Regions from separate parts of the Mus musculus genome. Here region 1 is linked to region 2. Evidence: chromatin contacts called from public Hi-C data. All regions are on one chromosome and are shown on one strand. Each heading gives the region's core, a stretch centred on a gene start, on an enhancer-like site or on the middle of the called end of the contact. The rest is flanking DNA. Distances are from core to core; before and after follow the strand shown.

What was found. Hi-C and Micro-C count contacts between places; a contact is called where the count stands out from the background.
Region 1: a Hi-C map of embryonic stem cells shows a contact between it and region 2, with 1.8 times the contacts expected there. The contact joins two enhancer-like sites. A contact is called at or near these places in 2 of 484 Hi-C or Micro-C datasets (cranial neural crest and embryonic stem cells) and 1 of 115 datasets of contacts at active chromatin or transcription factors (embryonic stem cells).

Annotation. Positions count from the first base shown.
Region 1 is chr13:16,827,443-16,834,039 of GRCm38.p6, forward strand. No RefSeq gene overlaps it. Among named protein-coding and RNA genes, the nearest start is that of Gm25020, 380 kb to the right of the region's middle. Within about 2 kb of position 3,514, at least 12 of the 459 cell types and tissues checked have an H3K27ac peak or open chromatin away from gene starts, as enhancers often do. A contact at or near this core is called in embryonic stem cells, where this site is marked.
Region 2 is chr13:16,692,299-16,698,534 of GRCm38.p6, forward strand. No RefSeq gene overlaps it. Among named protein-coding and RNA genes, the nearest start is that of Gm31711, 430 kb to the left of the region's middle. Within about 2 kb of position 4,648, at least 17 of the 459 cell types and tissues checked have an H3K27ac peak or open chromatin away from gene starts, as enhancers often do. A contact at or near this core is called in embryonic stem cells, where this site is marked.

The DNA.
Region 1 (6,597 bases), core at 2,264-4,763, 130 kb after region 2:
TTAAACTACCAAAAACCATGGTGATGAGAGTAAAAAAAATGTAGAGAAAACATCTTTCACACTATTGATAGGAACGTAATAAACTCAAAGCCATCATGGACCAACAGTTTGGAATTTTCTCAAAAAATGAGTAAGGGAACTATCCTAGGATACAGCAGTTTCATTGTGTAAAAAGAGAGCATAAAGGAAATAAAATTACAATGTCAAAGAGAAGCTGTACTCCCTGTGCATTGCAGCATTTTTTACAACAACACAAAATGAGTCAGCCTGTTCATTGAACAATGAGTGAATTTAAGGTGGAAGAGGAGGTCTGTAAGATGGATCCATTGGTAAAAGCATTTGCTGTCCAGCATAATAACCTGAGTTTGATCCCTGGGACCTACATTGTGGTATCAGAGAACTGACTCCTGCAATATGAAATATACACCAGCGCTATCACCCTGTGCATACCCACCTGTGCATACAAAACAAATAAGTACAAACAATTATAAGATAGTTTTTTTTAAAAATGTAAGAAATAAAAATGCAATATATAGGAATGTGTGTGTGTGTGTGTGTGTGTGTGTGTGTGTGTGTTCTATTCTGTTAGTCTTTATGTTTTTAATCAGGGCTATTTTGTTGATAACAGGCTTAGAGTATATCTTGAAATTAGGTTGTTTGATGCCTTCTGCTTCATTCTTTTTACTTGACTATTTTAGCTGTTTGAGAACCTTTGAATATTTTTTCACTTCTGTAGAAATATTACTGAAGCTTTGATAGAGACCACACAAAATGTATTGATTACTTTTGATAGCAAAAAATATTTAACACTATTAATTTATTTTTAAAAAAGTAATTTTATTTCCTTTATGCTCTCTTTTTACACAATGAAACTGCTGTATCCTAAGATAGTCCCCTTATTCATTTTTTTGAGAAAAATCCATTTTTCTAACCTATCACCATTTGTAAACTCACACTTCAATTTCTTTCTTCAATGTTTTGTGTTTTCAGTATATAAATATAGCACCTAATTGTCTAATCCTATTTTTCCGTTTTTACAAATCAGTGTCTTAGTGTGTGTGTGTGTGTGTGTGTGTGTGTGTGTGTGTGTGTGTGTGTGTGTGGTTTGTGTCCTATGAAGCATACATAGAATACAAATGATACCTGCTGAGAGTTGGTTCTCTCCTGCCACCTTGTGGGATCCTAGGACTGAGCTCAGGTCATCAGGTCTGTGCACAAGCAAACCTACCTGATGAAGCATCTCAAGCCAATGGTTTTTAAATGTTTGATGCTATTATGACTGGGTTGATTTTGTTTTAACTCACGGTTCCATCATCCAATCATGAGATTTTTTAAAATTATGTTTCTAAAAGTGTCACATATTGATTAATTTTCCAGTTTTCCTCCTACTACTATTTTTTATTCGTCTGAAAATACACTTGATATGACTTGAAGATTTTTGAACTACCTGAGATTTACTGTGTGTCCTACCATTTGACTTTCCATGGAAACTGTTTTGTGTGTAACTCAGTATAGCACTCTGCTGTTGTTAGATAGACTGGTCTCTCTGCATGTATGTTTGACCCAACTGCTCTTTGGAATTGATTGTGTGTGCTTTTTCTTTATTGATTTTATATCCGAATAACCTTCACATTGTTGAAAGTGTGGCATTGTATTTCTTTACACCTTCTGTACTCTACATTATTCTTTGTTCTGTTAGGATTAACTTTATATATTTGGATGCTTCAGTGTTGAGTAAACATGGTTAAACTTGTTATGTCATCTTTATGACTTTACATTTTTATCACTAAATAATGATTTCTGTTATCACTTTGGGTTGTTTTTACTTAATATTACTGACAAATTACTCAACAGAAACTTTGCAGATTACACATATAATGGAATATATATTTGAGGAAATGGAATAAAATATGCTTACTGAAAGTACCAGACCTAACAAAAAATGTCCTTCAGAAACTGAAGGATAGATTATAAACCTATCCCAGATGGATAAAATGGGAGAAAGTTTTTATCAGTAGACAAATTTCACATTCTGAAGACTCTGCTACTGGAAGGTTGGTGAAAAAGTCACTTTGTTTCTAGTATTAAAGTAGAAAGGCAAAGTATTAACAATAACTATAGTTATGATAATTGCTAATGGATATGTAATATAGACAAGATGTGAGTGGTAACATTAATAACTAAATATGGGGTAGGAGAATTTGAAGCATGCAGAGATACTGAGGTTGGCCAGCCGGCAGAGATTAGCAGTAAAATCCCTGCTGGAGTTATTTGGCTGGCCCCCTGCCAACTCTACAGTTAAGCACAAAGGTCTGAAGCTTGAATCCATAAGACTTGGCTTCCTGCCAGGGTCTACTGAGGCAAGGACAGTACATACATCCAGGAGGACATACCTAAGGGAACTTTAAGCAGTAGTCTAGAGTCTGGGCCCAAAGGTCTGGCATGCAGACATGAACATACTGAAATCTAGATCTAATGGGAGTGCAATAAGTAAACCGTATTAAACAGGCTGTGTCCTCTCCTTTCTACTTATTTCCCTGGTTGCTTCCCTGTCTCATTATACCCATCATAACTGCATTTGGGGCTTTTATTCACACATCAATTAGACAATTATGTATGGATCAGGCATGTTGTCTCAGGCATTCTGTTCATTGTGAATAAGAGATGAATATGGCTGCCTGCTACACACACTCCAGTGAAGTTTGCTTGGCAGGCCGAGAGGCCTGGGAGCACTCACGAGGCAATGAGTTTCAGAGAAACTCACCTCCTGGAACCTTGGTGTTCTCATAACCCATACTCATACCCTATCCCTGCATTAGTTTGGTGTATGGATCCACGTGTTCTATTTTAGTATTATTTTATCATAAGTGCCTTTAAAGATTGAATTCTGACATAGCTAAGCCTTCGCCAGTGTTCTAACGTCCTAGAAAATCCTTGAAGCCGACAAACATGGAGTTCAGTAGGAATTAACATTCAAATTTACTTCTAGTAGAGAGGGTGAAACTAATTAAGCATTACAAAGAACGGAGCAGGAATAGCTCGGGGTGGTCTGCAGAGTGTTTACTTGGGACAATAGCCAGTCTTACCCAGACGAGGGAATACACAATGGCCTAGCAAATAGGAGGGTTTACCATGAGAGAGAGAGTTAGGGAATCCCCCTGAGACAGGTTTCTTCACTAGAACTCCTGGTGGTGGGTTTAACAATAGACTAGCATTACACCTGGCTCCCTTCTTAGAGGTAAACAGCAGCGCCTGGTCCCAGCCATCTTTTGATGTATACATTCCTTATGTTTTGAGTCACTGTAATTTGGTGGATGTATCTCGTCTGGTTTCTTGTTATTCTTCTATATAAAAAGTATGATGCTTGACTTGACAAATTACATTCAGATTCTACACATTCTCCCGTGTTGATCTGTCTGTCATTCATTTTGCTAATTCCTTGTCCACCTGCAACCAGAGAACTGTTCTATGCAGACAGGGACCAAAAGGGTCTGCGGCAGCTGCCCTCATGGAGCTTGTGGGCTGCATGAGAATTGGAGCAAAAAAAAAAAAATGCATCCTGAAATTAGATGTAGACAGATAAAGCCTGAGCACCAAAATTGCTTTGTGAAGTGGTCTGTGGGAAGGTGGTCTTTAAGCAGGATCCTGAAAGGTTAGGATGGAGAAAAGGATTTGGGGGAACTAGCATTGTAAGAAGAAAAGACAAGTAAGATGTCAGATTAAGGATATAGCCAGGGTCAGGACTGAGGTAAATGACTTAAAACTGGGCCCAGTACAATGGGGAGCTGTGGGAAGATTAGATGAATCTACTCAAAATTGTTCTTTTCATAGATTTCCCTAAATTCTTTGTGCAGGATAGACTTAGGAGAGTGCTGGGGAAAAGGAAGGTTCCGTACATATGACACTATTTATTTATAAATAGATTCCCTATAGGGAATGGAAGATGGAGGGAAGACCTCTCCAGGATGGAGGGGAAACGTGAATGGGGGAAGGACCTTTCTCAGGGTTTTACCACTGGTTTGCTAACATAAGAGTGTGTGGACAGTAAGCAATTATATAGTTCAAAAACAGCATGTTACATTTTATTAGAAGAGGTATTGGTATTGATAGAATTATCATGTGCCTACCTGAGATTCCAAAAATAAGGTCTTAATCTGTGAAGAATTTGTTAGCTGCCTATAGAGTAGACTAAAATATGAGGACCATGTGCTCTGTTGTTTATTCTGAAGACATCTATAAAATGGCCCCCAGACTCATTTTTCATGAGATTCAGGTATCCAGAGACAAGGAGGCATAATCTTTCATGAACCTTACCTTATGACTCACTCTAGAGTCAGTAGTTGTCTACAATACCCTTTTGGGTGCTTTCTTCCTATTAAAATGCTTCTACGGAATCTGTAAAAGGAAGTTCTGAGAATATTTCAAGACCACTTCAAGACAGAAGCCACACACTGACGTCTGCTACTTTTCAAGTGCCTCCCACATGAGTGAATGGCCAGCTGTCCAGCCCACTACCAGGACCCATTCTCCTACGGCTTCGGATGCATCACTGCCTGCCTGGCAAATCCAGCTGCCCCAGGGCACAGCCTAATTCCTGGATCCCCTGCTTCATCTGTCGAGCGCAAGCTCCAGTGCATCTGTGTTTTCCCGTGGTTTCTGTGCCAAAATAAAATCAGTCAAATAAAACACAATCATGCAATATCAGGCCACAGGCTGTTTGTCTCAGCCTAAGTGACTTTGACACCCGGGGAACAGAAGAGCCAAACCAGTCCAGTCGAGAGGAGCTATGGCTAAGGCTCCAGAAATACAAGGTGACACTGCTCCATCCAGCTGCATCTGGAGTCCAGTTGGTGTACATTCAGAAGGGAAACTGAGCTCTTCTTAAATTCTCTCCTTTACAGTCCACTTGTTCCTGAACCCCTATATCTCCATACAAGTCAGTGAGCCATTCCTATCTTCCTCATGGAAATATGAGCTCAGTACACCTAATCTTTGCCTGCTTGGACACTCCTGGCTAACACCCACCCAGTATATTTTGCATTGTTCTATAACACAAGTATAAAAAAGCCTGTGCAATTGTCTTAAAGCATGAAGCAGAGAATACCATTTGGTATTGTTTCACTGTAATTCCCCTAAATGGTACTAGAAATATGATTCATTTTTGTAGCAAGGGCTTCATGATGACCATTTTGTGTCTTCTCAGAGTCTGTCAAGCACATGTTAGGAGCTGGTTAATTAGCTAGAAAGGCAGGACTACAGCAGAACCAACAGAATTATTGTTCTTAGCAGGTAGGATGGACCTGCCAATGTCCAAACCTGCTAAGACTTGAGAGGTAGCATCTGAAAAAGAGGAGGTAGCATGCTTCTGTCCTGACTGTATGGCCTTGAAATATCATAGAGGATCTGACAGTTCTGACAAGAAAACAAGTGTGGCATTATGTGTGACATGCACCAGTCCAGTCTGACTCATTTTTGAATGCTCGCACATTCTCCTCTGAAGCTCAGTTCTTTATTAGGTAGGCATGTGTGAAAGAGCATCCATACAAGGGAATCCATTGGCTTTGAAATCTGCCATTCCCTTTTTTCCATTCCAGCTATGCCACTGAAGCCAGATATGAACTTCTTCATGCTTCACCTGCCATCAAAATCCTTCAGTGGTCCTGACCATGGGTACCCTCACTAACTCAGATAATCTTCTCTCCAACTTACAGCTAACACATTTCCCCTTCCTCACTCAAATATATGGCTACTTCTTTCAGTGCCTTTTGGTGAGTCTGCTTCTTCCTTCCACATGCAAACTCTTAGATTTTCTTGGAGTCAGTCCCAGAGTATGTTCCCTTTCCTTCAGAACACCCTTACATTTATTCCTCTAATCTAGACAACTCCCTGAAGAACCAAAAGACCTTGTAAAAACAGATATAGACTAGAAGCCCTGTTTGCATTTCTCAAAATCAGAACCCTTCCATCTCCCAAACTAGCTCCCATTCCCTGTGTAATCAATCTCAGTCAATAAAGCCATACTTAGCCAAGCTTCAAAGCCAAAGACATCACAGACACTCTTGATTCCACTCTCTCTTCACCACTTCCTTTTAACATTGAGTGCTGCAATTCTATCTAATGCAAAACCATACTTGGAAAACCTACTTGTCTTCAGGACCTTTGCTGTTACCATTGTACAAACCATGTTCACCATCACCTCTCACTCTACGACTGCAGTGATTCCCTAGATGCCTCCAGCCTCTAGGCTGGCAGCTACCCAGCAAAGTCTTCAAAACTCTGTGGTATCTGCAATTCATAAGTCAAATACTATCACATAGATGCTATGTTTTTCCTGATAACTTCCCATGTTATTTAGACAACAATTCAAACAATATCTAATTATAGTCTTCTCTATTATTGAACATTTTGGGGGCCTCTCAACTTCATCCTGTATCACTGGTTATTTATTGACTTCCCTAATTCTTTTCCAACTTTCAAAGTACTTCCCATTGGCTTAGAAAAAATGCCATTTCCTTCTTAAAAATAAATTTTATATGCATGAATTACTATTAATCATAGAATGACTCTCACTGAGACATGTATATGATATGATTTTAT
Region 2 (6,236 bases), core at 3,398-5,897:
ATTCACATGCTGAGAAAATTAAGGCTATTTGGGACTATTCAAACATGTTCTATATAGACATACACTCATACTATGTTCTTGGGAAAATGAAGTCTAATTCATACTTCAATGGTACCGTAGTACCATTTAATGTAAAAAAAAAAAAAGAAAGAAAATAGTGCTGTGCTAAGAAAACTTGCTTTTATTTTGCTTCCTTTCAAGGGGCAACACTGTGGGAGAAGCAGAAACACCTGTTGAGAACAGGTTGCCACTAACAGTTGGCATCCCCTGACTAATGGGCAGACATGGCTGAGCAACCCGAGCTTGCACATTTAATACACAATGCTTATTTGCACTGCTCCTTCCAGTCAGAGAGCATGATCAGACCAGATTTAAGGCCTAGGGGAGTGAGCCAGGGATTCAAGACATGGGGAGTCTGGAGACAGAGGGAGCAGATAGCTACACAGAACAGATCTGCTTGAAACGGGCACCATTCATTTAGCATCTCTATTTAAATGGACTTCTTCCTGCTCTCCCAGTCTCTGGGGAATCTCACTGACTTGGGAGAGGTACTGCTTTGTTCCAGACTGAAGACTGAACTGTGAGTTGAGGATTGTTGAGAACACACCACAAAGAAATCATCTGTTCCAATGTTTCTAGCTCCCTCCATGCAGGGTTGGCCAGGATAAAATCTAGACAGAAGTAACGGGGACACCGAAGAGAACAATGAGATGCTGTTTGATCTCAATTTTTAATTTTTTTTTTATAATTGCAGTCTATTGAAACCATGCTTATCCAAACTCATGTTTGTAGAATTACAAAGGCTTTAAAGTGTCAAGATTAGAGATTAAAAAACTAAGCCAACAACAAAACAGTAAAGAATGCCAGCTCGTAATGCTGGACAACTGGGTTTGATTTGGCTGGAATTTTTTTCAGTCTCCGAAGCTGAGACTTTGTTTTTGTTTCTGAAACAAAATCTCATAGTGAGCTGAGATTGGCCTCGAACTCAGTTTTGCTGCCTCTACCATCAGTGCTAGAATTATAGCTATGTGACAACCCACAAAGCTTGTTGAAAAATTTTCTGGATGATTATATTTCTGTGTGACACATGCTGATTATGAAAGAATGAAAGTCAATGTCTTTTGTGACTGTATTGAAAACTCCAATAAGTGAAAGTGTTCCCAGCTCCCGTAAGTGAGAAAGAACAATTTATAGCATCAGGAATGTCCCAGCGACAGTGGCTTATCGTGTGCCACTTGCAGTCCTTAATCAAAGCAGTAACAAGAAAGAACATTTAACTCCAGTGACACTGGAGCAGGTTTGAATTCTCATAAGCATATTCGTGTTCAGACCCCAACATATATTGGCTTATGACCAAATGGTGGACGGAATGCAGGAACACTGGGCTGAAGAAAACCCCTCTTACTGGTGGTGACACAACTAGTCTCTTTGGTGATGTACACAGTGGGTTACCAGATACCAGACCCAAAATTTCAACTCCCTGATACAGAGGCCTGAGGTTCATTTAAATACTAAGGTCAAAGTTAAAAGGAAATTTCTATAATTTGGGGGGGGGGAGTAGGGGATGCATACTATTACAATCACTGAGAGTATAAGCAAAGATTTTCTTTCTAGCCAAGGCAGAAAATGTGTGGTGATTTTAAAAGTAATCTTATTCATATACATATTTGTTTGAGAGGCTATAAATGATGTATACCTCATCTGAAGAAAGAAGAGGACAGAAATAGAGTGTACAACAACTTCAGGAGTCACTTTGAAATTATTTCTCTGAGACTGTCAACATAGTAAGTACAAAAATAATATCAAGATCATATAGTCGTTACAGATTTGTTTATCTGTAAAATGAAGACACTGTAGTGACAGATAGTTTTCCATGTTTGTTTTCCCTTTTAGAAATTATGTCAATAAATCCATTATGGCTCTGCATTGTGGGAGTGAAAGCCAATGTCATGCTTGTTCTGCCTGAGAAAGGCTTCTGTTTGGATGGCTTCCTAGGTCTCATTCATTCCTATGCATTTGGCACTAACTGTGCTTGAGGTTTGGATAAGGCAGGAACTTGGAGGAGACAATGAGGGTGTTACACATAAAATGCTTTCAACTTGATCTGTGACTCTCTGAGGTTGGGTGTGTCCACTTCTAGGATTCAAGGTGACCTTCCTAGGGGTATAGGAATCATGAAAGCCAAAATGGTGACCTTCAAGGATGATACAGCACAGGCAAGTTTGGAGTTGTGATTCGGAGAAAATCACTCTAACTTTAATGATGGCCTGAGGAGCAGCAAGTCCCCAGAACATTTTTTGAAGTGCTTTCCATCTTTAATTTAGATATTCCAAGGGAAATGTTATCCATATGTTTGGGATTCATTTGGACTTAACTCATAAATATACTTCATCAAGGACTGCCAAACTCTGCATTTACCAGAATCAAGCAGTTTCATGGGACAACAGTACAGACAAGAAATTTGATATCCAAGAGTCTATCACCTAGACAAGGAAGAGAAACTCTCAGGTCCAACCACTGCCTGTAAATAATCCTTTAGCAATAATTTGCTCCGTAATGCTGTCATAGCAAAACAAGCCACTTGCAAACTGTTCAGGGCAGACACAGATGCACAAACCTTTAATACATGTCTCTTAACAGTAAAACATCAGAACACACAATCTTTCTTGCTGCTAGCTCCAGAAAAATTAATAACTCTAAGAAGGAAATACAGCCTGCTACTTAGTTCCATACTTTAAAAGTCTGGATAGACTCTCTCTGCTTCTTTCTGTATATTTTTAAAGTTATACCTGATAACCATGAGGCCTGCCAGGTCACAGGTTGAGAATCTCTGTGCCTTCTGGGTACCACTGATCCATAGGATAACTTTGCCTAACTGTACTGAGTTTGCATTGTTAAAATTACATTTTTGCACATATATATAACAATACTGTATTGCTAAGTAAGATTAAAAAAAAAAACTCAATCTCTCCTCATCTGAGATTTGTTTATGTTATCCTTGGTAGCTATGCTCTGAGTACTATGACTCCTAGTGTCTAATACTTGGAATTGTACTAATATACTTGCTTCAGTGAAGACAGAACATAAGTTTATTGTTTTAAAAAAGGGCCACTTCCTATATATTGTTAATTAAACACTACCTTTCCATGCAATATGTGTTTTTAATACCATATCATGGAGCCTTCCTAAGTAAAGAAGAGGAAATCCACTGTCTGTTTTCATAACTGAAAATTTTGTACCTGTGCTACCTGATACTTGAAAGTACCTGTGGGAATCTAATTACCAAACACATCTCAGATATTATGATCATGTTACACAAGAGGGAGAGAGAGAGTGAGGGAGAAAGGGGGCATGAACAATGATACATCATATGAGACTGAAGCATCTGCATATACTCAATTCATAATTATTTGTAGACAGGGATAGCTATTGCTGCTGAGGAGAAGGATAACTCATAATTAAGATGTAAGATGGCTTGGACAGTCTCCTACTACCTCTTACCCAAAAAATTAAGTGACAATTATGGTATTTGTTCATTAACAAATGTGAGGGGAGAAAATTAATCAGTCAAGTAGATAAGAAAATATAGAATTGTCTTTTTAAAATGCATGCTGTTCTAGTTTAAAAGATCACTTAGTTTTTACTTAGGAAGAAAAATTACGTTGTATTCTTCTCTTCTACAGGAAAAGATTATGTATAGTTTTAAAACAGAAAGACAAAACAGCCTCAAAACAGTATGAAGTTAGTACTAGTTCTCCTTTTAAAGTGACAAAGCATGGTGGAGAGGATGCCCAGTGTCCTTCACTCTGTACTTTCACTGTTGGGAAGACAAAGGACCAATTTGCTAGTAAGTACAATTGGCCCACAAGCCTACTTTCTTGCTGCTGGGTGAGGCAATCTCTGAAGGTGTAACTAGTATGAAGGAAAAGGAAGGCAGGCAAAAGATGAAGAAGCGAACCAAGTGAGTTCAGAATGTTTGCTGGTTTCCTTGATTGTGGAAGCCACCAAGTCCTTCTCCTGACTTCAGTGCAAGACAAACAAGGAAGGAACGGTTCTTCTGGTTTTTCTTGAGAGCTGGTTTGAAAACCACCAGACTGAGGCAGTTTTAGCCTGAGCAGCCAAACCCTGCTGGGAACCATGACAAACTTACCTGGGTAATTCTCTCTGCCTTGCCTTGTTCCTTACTCACAGCCTCTAGGCATCAATCTGCTCCTGAATGGCTAGCCTCAGCCCTGCCTAAAACCACAAAACTCCAACTTTCTCACCATCTACATTTCACTGGCAAGCCCTTCCCGGGAGTCACAGCTCCCCATGACAAACTCATTACTGTCAAAGGCTGGTTTCACCTTCACTATACATGGCTTTCTTCGCTTGGTGTGTTGAATTGTTTTGTTTACTTAAAAAAATGCTACTGGCTGGATGTGCCCTATCCTTAATTTTTACAAAGCTTCTGCTCTAACATCTTCGCTGCTGATTTGTTTTCCTTATGTCTACACGTGACTGAAAGTGGTCTCATTCACCCTTGGGTGGGTTTCTTTTACAATCCTCAGCGATGCCCTAAAGGGAATGACTCAACACAAAAGAGGTCCTTTTGTTATCTGTTGTTCCAGGGAATGAGCCTGAGCCACAGCAGGATTAACAAACTGGGTTCAGGTTGTTATCCTCCACAAGCCAATTAAAGAGAAAGGCAGTGGTAGGAAGAAGAGAAAGGGCACTGCTTAAATGCAGAATGTCAGAAAGAAGAATGAAGAAGCCACGTTACCATAAAAAGTCCATCTTTGAGGTAATAATTAAAAGAAAGGACCCAGATATAGCTGTCTCTTGTGAGACTATGCTGGGGCCTAGCAAACACAGAAGTGGATGCTCACAGTCAGCTATTGGATGGATCACAGGGCTCCCAATGGAGGAGCTAGAGAAAATACCCAAGGAGCTAAAGGGATCTGCAACCCTATAGGTGGAACAACAATATGAACTAACCAGTACCCCGGAGCTCTTGACTCTAGCTGCATATGTATCAAAAGATGGCCTAGTCGGCCATCACTGGAAAGAGAGGCCCATTGGACACACAAACTTTATATGCCTCAGTACAGGGGAATGCCAGGGCCAAAAAAATGGGAATGGGTGGGTAGGGAAGTGGGGGGGAGAGTATGGGGGACTTTTGGGATAGCATTGGAAATGTAATTGAGGAAAATATGTAATAAAAAATATTTTAAAAAAGAAAATAGTTAGAGAATTAAGTATTTATTTATTTATGGATATACTGTTAAGGTGAGAAATATCCAGCATGTTTTAGTAGTCAGAGACATTGCTTGGAGTGCAGTGTTAAGGGTTTGTCTAAAATTTACATCATGTGGGCCTTTGGGAGTGAACTCAGGTTCTGGCCTTGGTGACAGTCATACTCACTGAGCCAGTTTAAAAATTTTTGAGCATTAACAAAATCACATTTGGGTCTTCATTTTCTGTTATTGTTAACTATTAATGATAAATACAATTTAAATTTTTCTAAAACCTCCTTTGATTAAAAATTATCAAAATTTACAGGAAATACCAAACTTTATAATTTAGGAAAACTGTTGTCTTATGTCTGCAATGAGTGTTGCTTCACGTAAACAAACTGTACTATCACGACAGTCTGTAAGATACTTATTGTCCTTTAAAATACTTGATTTAGATGATCAAGTATCTCTCCTAAATCATTTAACAAGAGATCTTTGTTGTATTACTTTCTTTCTTTTCTTTTTTTAAGCCTCAATTTACAGAATTAATATTTTTAAGTTCTAGGACCAAAGCATTCCACGCGAACAGAAGCTCAGCACTTAGGTCTAGCTGAAGGGAAGCCTGCATAACTTTTTTTTCAGTCTTAACTGTGTTACTATTAACCATAACATTCCTATATTTTCTTTTAACTGCTTTTTTCTTCAGAGAAAAAAGACACAGAAACAACAGCTCTTGTATATTAATAGACTCTAAAGGTTACCCCCCAGACACATTGACATATTCACACACACTGTCAGTTCCTCATGCCAATAACAGTAGTGGCAAAGTACAATAAGTTCAAAAGCACAATAAAATGAGGACGTGGCCAGAGGCTTGTGCTAGGTTTCCAGCCATCCTCAGGGCACATCACTGTTGTCTTGTGCTACTTTGAGGAATATAAGTTTACAAAAAGACTCCTCAGTGCAGTTCCCCCTAGAGGGCACCATTATAGACAGACTTAATATTTTAATGGCTACACA